2 separate regions of the Oryctolagus cuniculus genome follow, and region 2 is linked to region 1. A link is a contact called in public Micro-C data. All regions are on one chromosome and are shown on one strand. The core of a region is the stretch at or near the end of the contact, and the rest is flanking DNA. Distances in the headings are between cores, read along the strand shown. Region 1 holds the start of IL17RC (interleukin 17 receptor C). Region 2 holds the start of BRPF1 (bromodomain and PHD finger containing 1).

Region 1 (6,783 bases), core at 2,874-5,373:
AGGGGTGTCGGTGCCTTCTCTTGGCCCCAGCCGTCCTCTGCCAGAGCTCGCCGGCCTCTGGAGGCACCCCAGGAGGCAGAGCCCTGGCACCTGCACACATACTTAGCTCTCTTCCGTGCACTCAGACAGCGTGACTGCGGGCTTGCTCTGGTCTCCAGTACAGAAGTCACAGTCAAGTGCACCCACGAAGCCGCAGCGGCAGGCTGAGGAAGCGTGATTGGCTCTTTCCGCTTCTCCCTTTATTTGCTTGCATCTTGTGATGCTCCAGAACCAGGCAGGGGGTAGCAAACACTTTAAGATTTAAGACCAAGCCAGACTTAAGACTTAGTCACACTTGGGGTTTAAGACACAGTCATGTGTGATGGCCTAAAACTGAGGGCCAAATCCCTGACTCACTCTGTCTCATTCTGTGCTCTGAGTTCAGCTGTGAGGGGAGGCCGCTCTGTCCGTGTCTGTGCACTGGCTGGCTAGAGACTGGCGTCTGAGACGGGTGGGGCAGGCAGTACAGGGCGTACCCCTGGGACAGAGGTTGTGGTCACCTCCACAACCCGGGGTGGAGCCACACCCTGCGTGTGGACAGACGGCGATCCCTTCCGTCCAGTGTGGCATGCCGTGCCCACCCCGTGGTAGGTCCTGGGAGACACAAGACGCATGTGTAACAGACTCAGCTCATGTGGAGCTCCTGGCCCACTGACAGCTACCACTGCTGCTCCAGTTCGCTGTGAGTTACTGGAGAGGCCACCCGCCTGCACAGGCCCCCCTGTGCCTCTCAGTCACCCAGGCGGCTGTAGACGGTGATCTCGCGGAGGGTCAGGGCAGAGAGGCGACTGCGTGCCATGAGCACACAGCCAGGGACCCCAGAGGCAGTAGCTAAGCCCGGGCCTCCTTCCTCTGGACTCCTGCACTTTCTGGGTGTGGAGATGCCTCTTCCTGGTGAAGGCAGCGTGAGAAGCCTGCCTGGTTTACAGGCTGCGGGACGACAGGGACAGTGTCCCGGGGCGTGGCACCCAGTGGGCTCTGAGTCTGTTGACGAGAGGTCCAGGGACGCGTAGGGGCCCTGGAGTGGTCTGGACGTCTTGTGGGAGGTGGCGCTTGGCCTGAAGCCCTGGTGGGACGAGTGGGGACATCATGGGCACAGCCGGATTTGCCTGCTGGGGGACAGTCATTCTGTTCTTTGCTCCTACAGACCCAGGGCTCAGGCCCAGTGACACTGGACCTCGTTATTCCCTTCCTGAGGCCGGGGGGCTGTGTCCTGGTAAGGAACCCCCCTCCCTCTGCTTGTACTTCACAGATGATGGGCGGAAAATCTGGGCTCCAAAATGTTAAGTTTGGTCAGCATAGCAGTGTTTTTAAGTGGAATAAGTTGCCACCATCTATGTGGGCTTTTTTTTTTTTTTTTTTGATTGATTGATTTATTTGAAAGGCAGAGTTACAGAGAGAGAAGGAGAAAGAGAGAAATCTTCCATCTGCTGGACCCTCCCCAAATAGCCATGACAGCTGGAGCTAGGCCAATCTGAAGCCAGGAGCCAGGAGCTTCTTTCGGGTTTCCCATATGAGTACAGGGGCCCAAGGATTTGGGCCATCTTCTACTGCCTTCCCAGGCCATAGCAGAGAGCTGGATAGGAAGAGGAACAGTCGGGACTAGAACTGGTGCCCAAATGGGATGCTGGCACTTCAAGGCCAGGGCATTAACCTGCTGCGCCACAGTGCTGGCCCCTCTATGTATGTTTTTTTAAAAACTGGATTCCTGGCCTCTCTTGGAAAAGCAGAAAGCCTAGTGCCCTGTGTCTACACTCTGACACAGTTACATGGCCTGAAGCCCAGTGCTCTGTGGTCACTCAGCTTGGCCACACTCTCCAGGCCCTCACAGCAGCCCCAGGCAACTTAGGAGTTGATTTCTTGAGTCTGGCCACAGTCACGCTTGAGTTGCCACCTTTGACCTTTATTTTGTGGCGGGTGGGCAGGTAGACCAGACCCAGCCTGAGCTGCAGGAGTTCCAAGCCAGTGGGGACGCCCTTCTCCACCCTCCATGTCTCCTTCATCTCGCCCTGGGAGGAGGGGCTGGCCTGGCTCACAGGGTTGGCCCTTCGCCCTCAGGTATGGAGGTCAGATGTCCAGTTTGCCTCGAAGCGCCTCTTGTGTCCAGGTGGTGAGTTCCTGGCTGGAAGGGAGCGGGTGCAAGAGGGAGGTGGGCCTGAGGAGCTGGGCACGGCCTCACCCCGCACCCCGCCGGACTCAGTCTCTCACAGACGCCTGGGGCTCTTGATCCTGGCTCTGCTGGCCCTCGCCACCCTACTGGGCGTGGTCCTGGTCCTCACCTGCTGCCACCCACTGTCAGGTAAACTCAGTGAGGGTGACCTTTGGATCCAGACCCGCCCAGTCTTGTTGCCCCCTCCGGCTCCCTGGACTCCCAGTCTGTGCCATCCAAGGGAGTGAGCCTAGGGTCTCCTGGTGGGCCGGAATGGCTAAGGCAGGACAAGGGCCCTCTCTGCACCAAGGCACTGGGCAAGAGGCCAGTGGGTGGACGTCCAGCCTGCGTTGCCGTTGCCAAACCTGGCACCTTGGCCTTCACTCTGGAAGGGGTGCCTTTTGTCGGCCTGGCTCACGCGTCCCTGGCTGCTGTGGGTGCTGACCCCCGAGGGCAGGAGAGGGGCAGGGGGCGGGGCAGCAGGCTGCCTCCCATTCTGTTCAGCTGTTGCTCCCACCCCCAGGCCCAGGCCCAGCACGGCCGGTGCTGCTCCTGCACGTGGCGGAGTCCCAGGAGCAGCGGCGCCTCGTGGGAGCGCTGGCTGAACTGCTGCGGACGGCGCTGGGCGGCGGCCGGGATGTGATCGTGGACTTGTGGGAGGGGACGCGCGTGGCGCACGTGGGCCCTCTGCCGTGGCTGTGGGCAGCGCAAGCGCGCGTGCTGCGGGAGCGGGGCACGGTGCTGCTGCTGTGGGGCCCTGCCGGCGGCTCCGACCCCTGCACCGCGCCCCTGCACGCCCTGCTCGGCGCCGCGCCCCGCCCGCTGCTGCTGCTCGCGTACTTCAGCCGCCTCTGCGCCAAGGGCGACATCCCTCGGCCGCTGCGCGTGCTGCCGCGCTACCGCCTGTTGCGCGACCTGCCGCGCCTGCTGCGGGCTCTGGGCGCGCGCCCCGGTACCGGTACCGTAGCCGCGGGCCCGGACTGCCTCGGAGCTCGGCAGGGCTTGCGGGGCCGCCTGGAACTTTGCCGCCGGCTGGAACGCGAGGCTGCCACGGTTGCCGGCCACGTCTGACAGCTCCACTCCTGTCCGGAGGCGGGCGGTGCGGGGGACGGGTGCGGGCCAGAACCTCCTTGGGCCCTGGAACCTCTGGGGTGCTACCTCAGGACTACCTGCGGAAAAGCCTTTATCTGCCTCGCGGGCAGGCATCCCAGCCTGTCCTCCACAGCCTGGCAGTCACCGTCCCTAGGGAGAGGCCGGCCCTTTACTGAGAGCCCCGGCGGACCCTCGTCCTCTCTCCTAGCCCCTAGGGAGTGCGAGCCGCAAATGCTGTAGGCTCTGAGTGGGGAGGGAGTTCTGGTCCCAGAAGAGGCTCAGCCCTGGGTGGCCAGGAGACCCAGAGAAAAATAAACACGGACATGACAAGCCGAGCTACACCATGTACTTGTCCCGTTTTCCGCTGTGGGACGCTGTGTTGGGGGTGGGCGGGGTCGCACTGTGTCACGTGCCCAGCCACATGCACCTGTCACCTCCACAAGGCAGGGCTTCCCCAGAAGAGGGGAAGCAGCATCCGTCGTCTCAGCATGAGGGGACCCTGGCTGCCTGGCTGTGGGCCCGGGATCCTCGCCTGCAAGCCCACTTTCTGGTGCCCTTCAGCCCTGCCCTCAGAGCCCCTGACCCACCAAGCGTCACTGCAGCCAGGGGAGTGTGTGAAGGGGCCCAAGGGCCCAGTAAGAGGGGGTCCCAGGGCTGGCGGGGGGGGGCTCCCTTGGAGAATAGAAATGCCCCAGCCTCAGCTCTGGTGCCACCGCTGCCCCTCTTCAGGGTCCCCACCACCACCACCTTGGCCAGGTATCCGCAGAGGAAGGGGAGGAGAGGCCAGCCTCCCAGCCCAAGACTGCTGGCTCCCAGGCCTGGCGCTGGTGGGAGGGACAGGGCGGGGCGGGAACAGCCGCCTGCCTGCTGGGAGCCAAATCGAAAGCACTCGGGCTGAGCCAGGACGTCGGGAGCCGACCCCAGGAGAGGGAGTACACGAGCTGTCCAGGGCTGGTCCCCGAGGCTGGGGAGTGAGTCTGGTCCCTGCTGACCCCTGACGGTGGAGGACTCAGTGGGGGCAGGGGCTGGGGGGGGGGGCAGGACAGGGCCTGAGGCCTGAGTGCCACCAGGCACCTGGAAGATGCCCATGCCCTGGTTCCTGCTGTCCTTGGCTTTGGGCCGAAGTCCCGGGGTCCTCTCTCTGGAGAGGCTTATAGGGCTGCAGGACACCGCCCGCTGCTCTCCGGTGAGTCTGGGGCCCCGGGAGGGTTGAGCGAGGCTCAGGGTTCAGTCTGCGGCCCATCGGAGCCCTAGGCTGGCTCCTGTCACTGCCAGAACTGCCCCGGCTGGTCTGTCTGGTGCTGACGGGGGAAGAGGAGCCGGCAGAGGGCAGGAGCTGGGCCTGCTCCTGGGAGGGGCGTGGGGTAGGGAGTCCCCGAGAGAGGTGGGCAGGGAAAGCTGCTCGGGCTGGGGGCGTGAACCCTAATTGTGCACCTCCTCCCCAGGGCCTCTCCTGCCACCTCTGGGGTGAGTATCCGCCCCTGGAGAGAAGACAGCTTACCGAGTGGGCGCCGGGGAGGGGGCCGCCCGGGCCAGGAAGAGCCAGGCGCCTCACCCTCGGGGGTGTCCTGTGCAGACTCTGGGTTGTGAGCAACTCCCGCCCTCCCCCACCCCCACACAGACGGCGACGTGCTGTGCCTGCCTGGGAGTGTGGTGTCCGCCCCGGGCCCCGTGCTGGTGCCTGCGCGCCTGCAGACGGAGCTGGTGCTGCGGTGCCGCCAGGAGACCGACTGTGACCTCTGTGTGCGTGTGGCTGTCCACCTGGCCGTGCGCGGTGAGCGAGCCACTTGTGTGTGTGCAGGCGGGAGACAATTTAGAGCGAGTGCAGGGGCGGGGCAGGAACCCGCCGGGCAGCGCGGGGCACCGTGTGTTCTAAAGGATGTAGGCCTGGAAGCCGTCCGGGGCGGGGGCCTGACCTGGGCTCTGCTCCTGGGTCCTTGTAGGGCCCCGGGAAGAGCGTGAAGAGGAGGAGGAGCAGTTTGGAGCAGCAGCCAGCCCTGAGCTTGAGGACTCTCGGAACGGTGAGGAGGGCCTGGATGGGCCGCCGGCCCCCTGCCCGCCGGCCCGCACTGACCCCTGCCCTGTCGCTCACAGCCGCTCTCCAGGCCCGCGTCGTGCTGTCCTTCCAGGCCTACCATACAACGCGCTGCGTGCTGCTGGAAGTACAAGTGCCTGCTGCCCTGGCGCGGCCCGGCCCCTCTGCGGTACGCAAAACAGCGGCCCCTCCCACACCCGGAGTGGAGACATGCTTTCCTACGAAGGCAGGCTCTCCTTCAGCCCTGGTTCTGATCAGAGCTTAGGGAAGTCCTTTCTGCCCTTTCTGCCTCAGTTTTTCTGTCTGTGAAATGGGGATACGGACAGTACCCTCCCCGATTTTCAGTTTGTGAGACCCCCAAGCAATTTTCCAGGTTGGCTGTGCTGTTTGGTCTGAAGTGGAAGCGCCAGTTACTTCCCATCTGTGCCTGCACTTGGTGTTGCCGTGTAAAATGTTCGCCGATCTGCTGTGTGTGTGGTGGTGTGGCATTGTGGTTTTAATTTGTGCCTCTCTGGTGACTGAGGAAGCCAAGCCCCTTGTTACATGCTTATTGGCTATTTGTGTATCTTCCTTATAAACTGTCTCTGCAAGTTAAAAATGTAGCTTTTTTCTTACATTTGAAATACCTCATCGGCTGGTGAGAGAGTGGAGTAGGCTGGTAGTGTGTGAAGCCCGTGAGGTGATGCCGGGCCCTGCAGGGGTCCATCAGTGCCATTTCTCCTCCCTCAACCACCCTCGAACTCCGCCCTTCCCACCCCCACTTTCCAGACAGAGAAGCCGAGGCTTGGGCAGGGGTGGTCTGGGGCTGACCCCGGGAGCAGGCGTGTGCACCTGGTGCAGGGTGCTGGGCGTTCCCTCCCCGACCCAGGAGGGCCTTTCACCCGCCCGCCCGCCCGCCCCCAGCCAGCGTCCTCTGGTCTAGCAGGTAGCCTGGCTGGCCCACCTCACTGGGCAGTGCTGGTGTGGGGAGGGGCGTCTGTGTTTGTGCTGGGGTCGCGCTGCAGTCCACCCAGGACGGCTGGGGAGGACGCGGGGACTTGGAGAGCCAGGGCTCTCTCCTCCAGGGCCCAGCGACTTTAGATCTGGGGGATTTCAGGCTCAGTGTAAGCAGGGTCACTGGCTGTGCGAGGGCAGTGCGCAGAGCCCCCCAAGCCCGAGGAGCTCACAGCCGGGGCCTGGACTCTGAGCCCTCCCCCACCCTCCCCCCAGGGCTCAGTGGTTTTCGATTGCTTCGAGGCGGCCCTGGGGGCTGAGGTGCGACTCTGGTCCTACACTCAGCCCAGGTACCAGAAGGAGCTCAACGTGACACAGCTGCTGCCTGGTGAGTGGCCCGCCGCAGGCTACACGGCCTGGCCTGGTCCCCGTCCCCCCTGGCCAGCCCCGCCTGCTGTCCCCCTCTCCCTAGCCCACTTCCCTCCAAACTCAGTCCCGCCAGATACCCTGACGTTGCAGCCTCCAGGGAAGGTCC
Region 2 (6,783 bases), core at 1,963-4,462, 140 kb before region 1:
CTTGAAGTCAGTCCATGTCCCTGCAAAGGGCTGAGGTGGCCGGCTTTTCCTGCTGGCACGGGGAGCGCGCAGGTGGAGGCCGGCTGGTGGCCCAGCTCCCGTCCCCGCTCAGACCCCTCCCGGCTGCCGGTGGACTCTGATCCCGGCCTCTCCCCCAGGGCTGCAGCCAAGATCTCCGATGGTTCTCAGTACTATGTTCTGCTCATCATCACCGACGGGGTCATCTCCGACATGACACAGACCAAGGAGGCCATCGTCAGCGTGAGTGTGCGCGAGGGCTTGGGGAGGGGCAGCAAGTTAGCCTGGCAGTTGTGTGGACGCTGGCGGAAAATGCAAGATTTCTGCATAGAGACAAAGGGCTGTGCGACTCCAGGCAAGAGCAGCGGCTGGAGTGCGCACTGGCTAGGCTCTCAGTCCCGTTCCCCGCAGGATGTCAGGGGCCACGGGAGCTTGCACCCACTGCGGGCTGCGCTAGGGAACCTCTGCCTGCCCTTCGTTCCCGCTGGGAGAGCTTTGTGAATTTACTGCACGGTCAAGAACCTGCCCTCTACCCTAGAGAAAGACACTGTATCTTTCAGAGCTGCTTGACACGCAAGCATCCTTGAAAAAAAGCACAGTGTGGAATCAAGAGAAACAGTGTCTGCTCGCAAGCTGTGGGGAGGGGTCAGGGCTGCGGGCCCAGCCACCCCTCTCCTCACAGGCCTCCTCGCTGCCCATGTCCATCATCATCGTCGGTGTGGGACCGGCCATGTTTGAGGGTGAGTACGGCTCGGGGGGCGGTCCGTGAGCAGGACTAAGAGCTGGGTGGGCAGCGGCTGGGGCTCTCAGACCTGCCTCACAGGAAAGACAGGGTCCCGCGGGCAGCTCCACACCTCTTCACCACCACAGCCACAGCCAGTGACACTGCTGTTCCCCCACCCTCGGGTTCCTGGGGGGGGGGGGGAGGCCGCAGTAATGATGACTCCGTATCGGCGTTTAATACCAGGACTAGAAGGCCGCCGTGAGGTACTCTGACAGCGCCGAGCGGAGCTGAGAGTAGGGGCACCAGGGTTGACCCTGCAGCTGAGGGGGTCTTTTTTGCAGCCATGGAGGAGTTGGACGGTGACGATGTGCGCGTGTCCTCCAGGGGGCGCTATGCGGAGCGGGACATCGTTCAGGTAGACCTGACCAGCCAGAGGTGGAGGGGAGAGGGGAGGCTGAGGTGGGGGCCAGGGCCGCTGCCTCCCCCTCGCCCTCATCCATTGAGCACTGGAAGGGCTGGGAGACCCCCAAGGTCCCTGTAGTGGAGGCAGCTCAGCGGCCCCGCCGCAGGCCTCGGCGTCAGGATGGAAGCAGCAGGCTGCAGAGCCCACTTGATGAGCCTGCGATGGGCATGGGACCAGGTCCCAGGTGCTGGGACGGCCAGGCCGGGGGAGCCTGGCAGGGAGCCCTGCACTCAGCTGCCAGCGGCTGGGTTTGAGGGTCCTTGAGCACTGAGTGAGGAGGTGGCAGGGCCAGAGACGGGTGTGCCCATCTGAGCGTCCTTAGAAACAGGTGGCTTTCTCCCTAACTTCTCCCTCCCCTTGGCCGCCCCCCTCTCCTGGGCCTCCTCTCCTCCCCATCACCCCACTGACGCCTCACCTCTCCCCCTTCTGCGGCTCCTGCTCCCCTGGCCCCCTCCCCTTCTCCCTGTCCCTCCCTTTACCTGCAGAAACCCGTTTTTAAAGCCACAGAAGTGTACACGGTCACCCAGGAAGAGAATTCAGAGAGACGGGACCAGGATTAGGGAGCCTGTAGACAGAGGCACTGGGGAGGGGCTTCCAGTCCAGGGGGCTGGCCAAGGCAGTGGGAGGAGGGGTCAGGATGAGGACTGTGCCCAGTGCACCCACCGTGGGGATTTCACGACCCCATTAGGGGAGAAGTCAACAGAAAGTGGAGGAGGGAGCCGAGTTAGGAGAAAGCCACTTAGAAACCTGCCCAAGGTGTGGGGGGGCGGGTAGAAGCCTGCCCAAAGTGTGGGGCGAGAATGCGATACTGGACAGGTGCTGGGTGGGAGCAGAGCAGCGCCGGCCCACACCCTCCCGTGTCTGCCTGCCCCAGTTTGTCCCATTCCGAGACTACGTGGACCGCTCCGGAAACCAGGTGCTGAGCATGGCCCGCCTGGCCAAGGACGTGCTGGCCGAGATCCCCGAACAGCTGCTGTCCTATATGCGCACCAGGGACATCCAGCCCCGGCCCCCGCCGCCCGCCGGCTCCAGCCCAGCCCCAGCCCCAGCCCCAGGGCAGCCCTGAGGACTCGCACCCGCTGCCGCTGCTGGAAGCCAGGGCCCGTCCCCGGGCGGCCCGGCGCGCTCGCCACCTCCCTGCGCTGTGCCAGTAATAAAGCTGATATCGACTCCGCTCTGCCTGCTGGGGTCACGCCGAGAGGGAGGGCGCGGTGGGCAGCGCCCGGCCGGCTTCATCCTCCTCCCGACACGGGCTCCCGGGTGACCCCTGCGCCTTCTGCAAACTGCGTGCGCGCCCCCCAAGAGGGAGGCCCCGTAGCTTTCCTTGGGTGGTCACAGGGGTCCCTGGCCTCAAAGGGGCTGCTTGAGGCGACCCTGGTCTCCTGTGAGCGCTCGCTACACGCAGGATCGCACGGGGTCCTCTCGGGGACCCCGCGGGCCAGGGACCACCCGCGGTCCGCACTCCACGCGTGTTTACAGGCTCACACGCGGATCCCAGAAGCGCACCCAACAGGTCGAGATTTTTGGGAAAACGTGACGGAGGACAACACAGGCACGGCGAGAGGGCGGGGTCCCCGGAGCCCCACAGCCGACAAATGCGTCTTCCACACCCAGAGCCCGGGAGCCCGGGCCGCCCGCGGCGTCTTCCCCGGGCCGCGTCCGTCGTCCCCAGCCCAGCTGCCCGCTGCAGGCCCGAGCAAGGCTCCGCCCTTTCCCGCCCCGAGCCGCGGCGGCAGGCCCCGCCCCGGCGGCAGGCCCCACCCACGAATCCCCGCCCCCGGCGGCAGGCCCCGCCCCGGGCCGCGTCCCTCCGGCTCCCGGGCCTGCCCCCCGTCCCGCCCCGCGCCTGCGGCCCCGCCTCGCCGCCTCTCGCGGAGACCTAGGCCAGGTCCCTACCGCAGCCGCCGCGCCAGCAGGAGGGCGGGAGCAGCGAGGGAGGCGGCGGAGGGGGAGGGGAGAAGGGCGGGCTCCTCACGCCCAGCCCGGCGCTCGCCGTCCGCGTCCGCAGATTCGCCACAAACGGCCCGGCGACCGCGGACCCCCGAGCCCCCGCGGGCTCGGGGCCCAGAAGCTGGACTCAGAGATGGAGGTGCTGGATGAGCCCTGCCACACGTCCAGGAGCGTCCCCCGAGCCGCGCAGCACGGCCGCGGGAGCCTCGGCGGCCCTGCAGCGAGCCGTGGCGAAAGTGCGGCCCGGCTGCGCCGCGGCGCCGCGTTTACCCTGCGCAGACGCCGTCGCCTCCGCCGCTGCCGCTGCCGCTGCCACTGCCTTTGCCGCCACGGTCCCCGCCGCCGCTGTCCCCGCGCTGCCTCCGGGAGCCTCTATTGTTCCGGCCGCGCCGCGTCCCGAGGCCAGGCAACCTACGGACTTGGGAAACGGGCAGCGGCCGGCGGAGTTGAGACGCGGGGGCGCCGGCGGGGCCGGGAGCGGCAGGGGTCAGCGCGTGGGGCGGCCAGGGGGCCGGGGTGGCGAGACCCGAGGTCTGCAGCGTTGGGGTTCGCCCTCCCCGGCCCGCCTTTCCCCGCCGGCCTCCCCGGGAGGGGTCGGAGCCCCGGCGGGCGCCCCCGGCGATGAGCCCGGACTCGAGGTGGCCGGTGAGTGCAGGCCTGGGGCCGGGACGGGAGTGGCCGGCGGCGAGGGGCGTCTGCGGGGCCGCGGCCGCCGGAGGCGCTGACAGCGCGCTCGCCCCCAGCGCGCATCCCGGGCAACAGTGTATCCTTGGGGGCCGCCGGAGCCAATGGCCGGAGGCGAGCCCCGCTGAACTTGTAGCAGTTCCGACAAAGGGGAAGCGCCGCCGCATCCGGGAGAGGCTGCGGGCAGGGCCGGGCCGGGCCTCCGCCCCCCGCTTCCTGCAGCCCCCGCGCCCCGGGGCCGCGCCGGCTCCCCGCGGGGTGTTGCCGGAGCCTGGGCGGCCGCCTGGGACCCGGCTTGTTTGTGCGTGGCAGGCTGGTGTTGGGAGAGCCGGCGGGCCGGAGCAGGAGGGAGCTGGAGTTGAACTTGTGGCTGCACTGCCGTGCTGAGGGGCTGTAGGCAGGGCCGGGGCAGCGCAGAGGAGGGGTGAGCGTTTGTCCGGGAGCTCAGGGCGGCTTTGCCTGCCGGGGCCCTGGCTGGGCGGAGCGGGAGAGAGCGGGCAGTCCCTGGCCAGGCCGGGCGTCCTGGAGCTGGTGCCGTCTGTCCGCCCTCACCCAGGAGGCTGTGTGTGTCGGCGGGACCTGGCGCTCCGTTGAGCTGCGAGCGTGGGCGAATGCAGGGCTCCCACGCGCCCCGCTGCTGCCCTAGACGGGCTGGCCTCCGGTCTCGCTTGCTGCCCGGTCCATCTTCCACTGCAGCGCCAAGGCCGGGGATAAAGCGGTCACTGCTACAGCGCGCTCACTTCTGCCGGCTCCTCGTTCTGGCCGCGAGCGGGAGCGAAACTAGCTTTCATCCCGGCGTGGCGGCTCCAACCCTGGGGGCCTCCTGCAGCTGTCCGCGCAACAGGTTATTCCAAAACCTGAGGCCGGTGCATGCTGGGACCCGGCAGACCGCGCGGGGTCGGCTCTGGCGTCCGCCGTGCAGCGCCCCGTCTCCTGTAGCGGGCCTTGACAGCGGCCAGCGTGGAGGCCGGCGTGGTGGTGAAGGTGGGAGCGGATGCTCTGCAAGTCGGGCCCCCCACGGCAGAGCAGAGAAGCCGTGGCGGAAGTGTCGGGTGGGCTGAGCTGTGCAGTAGGAGCCCGCCACTCGGGGCAGAGGCGTCGCGGGTGACAGGCTGTCCCGTTCAGGGAGTGGCTGCCCCTCGACAAGGCCCTGGACAGGGAACCAGAGCCCCACGGCGGGAGAGCTCCTGGAGTCTGGCCGGAGAGAAGGTGGACAGGGCTGGGGGGCGGCAGGAGGGCGTTAGGACGCTGCCGGACCCCCGCTGCTTGGCGGCCTCCCGTGAGGTCAGCGGAGAGGAGTTGAGACACGGGCAGGGTGACCGTGCACGACCAGGGACGAGGTGGGCCGAGACCGCGGACCCCCTGGGGAGGACGGGGGCTCCCCGCAGGCCTGCGCTGACTGCTGTGTGTGTTCCAGATGTGACAGCATGGGGGTGGACTTCGACGTGAAGACGTTCTGCCACAACTTGCGGGCGACGAAGCCGCCGTACGAGTGCCCCGTGGAGACCTGCCGCAAGGTCTACAAGAGCTACAGCGGCATCGAGTACCACCTGTACCACTATGACCACGACAACCCGCCCCCCCCGCAGCAGACCCCGCTCCGCAGGCACAAGAAGAAGGGGCGCCAGTCTCGCCCCGCCAACAAGCAGTCCCCCAGCCCCTCCGAGGTGTCGCAGTCTCCAGGCCGTGAGGTGATGAGCTACGCGCAGGCGCAGCGCATGGTGGAGGTGGACCTGCACGGGCGCGTGCACCGCATCAGCATCTTCGACAACCTGGACGTGGTGTCCGAGGACGAGGAGGCCCCCGAGGAGGCCCCCGAGAGCGGCAGCAACAAGGAGAACAGCGAGGCCCCGGCCGCCGCGCCCAAGGCCGGCAAGCACAAAAGCAAGGAGAAACGCAAGGACTCCAACCACCACCACCACCACGGCGCGCCCGCCAGCACCACGCCCAAGCTGCCCGAGGTGGTGTACCGGGAGCTGGAGCAGGACACCCCGGACGCCCCGCCCCGGCCCACTTCCTACTACCGGTGAGGCCTCTGGGAAACTGGTCAGGCGAGGCTCGGGCGTGCCTCAGGGGGCGGGGGTCCAGCCCGGAGGAGGAACACTGGCCTGCCAGGACTGGGAGAGCGGTGGGACCCTGCCGATCGGGGCCAGCCCGCACTCGGTGTGGGGCAGCCACTCCTCATTCTGGTCTCCTGACTCTAGAGGAGGTGTGGCTCTCATTCACCAGTCCAGAAAATGCCGGACGTAAGGAAGTTCCCGTGCCGGTGGGTAGCTGGACTGGAGTCAGAGCCGCTCCTGTGGCTCCAGAGCTGTGCCCTGCCGCTCCCTCGCTGTGGGAGAGCGGCCGCAGCGAGAGGGAGAAGGCCAGGGCCCCGCGAGCCGTGTCCGCACTGTGCGGTCAGGGTCAGCAGCACGCGTTCTGTACTGTCCCTCCTGCTTGTTTTCACTTCATGGCTTCTTTGTATCCCATTCCTTCCAAAACTTAGCCAGGGGCTGGGTTCGCACTGGGGTCACAGGCAGCACAGGGGTAAATCCCATCCTTGTGAGGTAGAAGACGAAGGGGCGGGGCCACTGTGGTGAGGAACCTGCAAGGGGACGTCCTCGCGGAAGCGGGGCTCACAGCCTCGGCCTGGAGCCCCCAGAGCAGTCGGGCCGGGCTCTGACGGGTCTGGGGTAAAGGGGTGTGCCGCGGAGATGGTCCGTGTGACGGTACAGGGTAAAGGGGTGTGCCGTGGAGATGGTCCGTGTGACGGTACAGGGTAAAGGGGTGTGCCGCGGAGATGGTCCGTGTGACGGTACAGGGTAGAGGGGTGTGCCGTGGAGATGGTCCGTGTGACGGTACAGGGTAGAGGGGTGTGCCGTGGAGATGGTCCGTGTGACGGTACAGGGTAGAGGGGTGTGCCGCGGAGATGGTCCGTGTGACGGTACAGGGTAGAGGGGTG

What was found. Hi-C and Micro-C count contacts between places; a contact is called where the count stands out from the background.
Region 2: a Micro-C map of ear pinna shows a contact between it and region 1, with 3 times the contacts expected there. The contact joins the promoter of BRPF1 here to the promoter of IL17RC in region 1. A contact is called at or near these places in 2 of 6 Hi-C or Micro-C datasets (ear pinna and an unstated tissue).

Annotation. Positions count from the first base shown.
Region 1 is chr10:116,830,499-116,837,281 of mOryCun1.1, reverse strand. It overlaps IL17RC (interleukin 17 receptor C), which reads left to right and starts at 4,123. Exons shown (of 18, transcript XM_051832019.2): 1 at 4,123-4,466; 2 at 4,902-5,054; 3 at 5,224-5,301; 4 at 5,410-5,484; 5 at 6,525-6,636. The coding sequence starts at 4,362. IL17RE (interleukin 17 receptor E) reads left to right here. Exons shown (of 13, transcript XM_070051125.1): 11 at 1,187-1,255; 12 at 2,098-2,149; 13 at 2,712-3,624. The coding sequence ends at 3,259.
Region 2 is chr10:116,968,391-116,975,173 of mOryCun1.1, reverse strand. BRPF1 (bromodomain and PHD finger containing 1) reads left to right here and starts at 3,212. Exons shown (of 13, transcript XM_070051177.1): 1 at 3,212-3,800; 2 at 5,257-5,865. The coding sequence starts at 5,267. CPNE9 (copine family member 9) reads left to right here. Exons shown (of 20, transcript XM_070051181.1): 17 at 159-261; 18 at 701-758; 19 at 1,084-1,157; 20 at 2,080-2,379. The coding sequence ends at 2,271.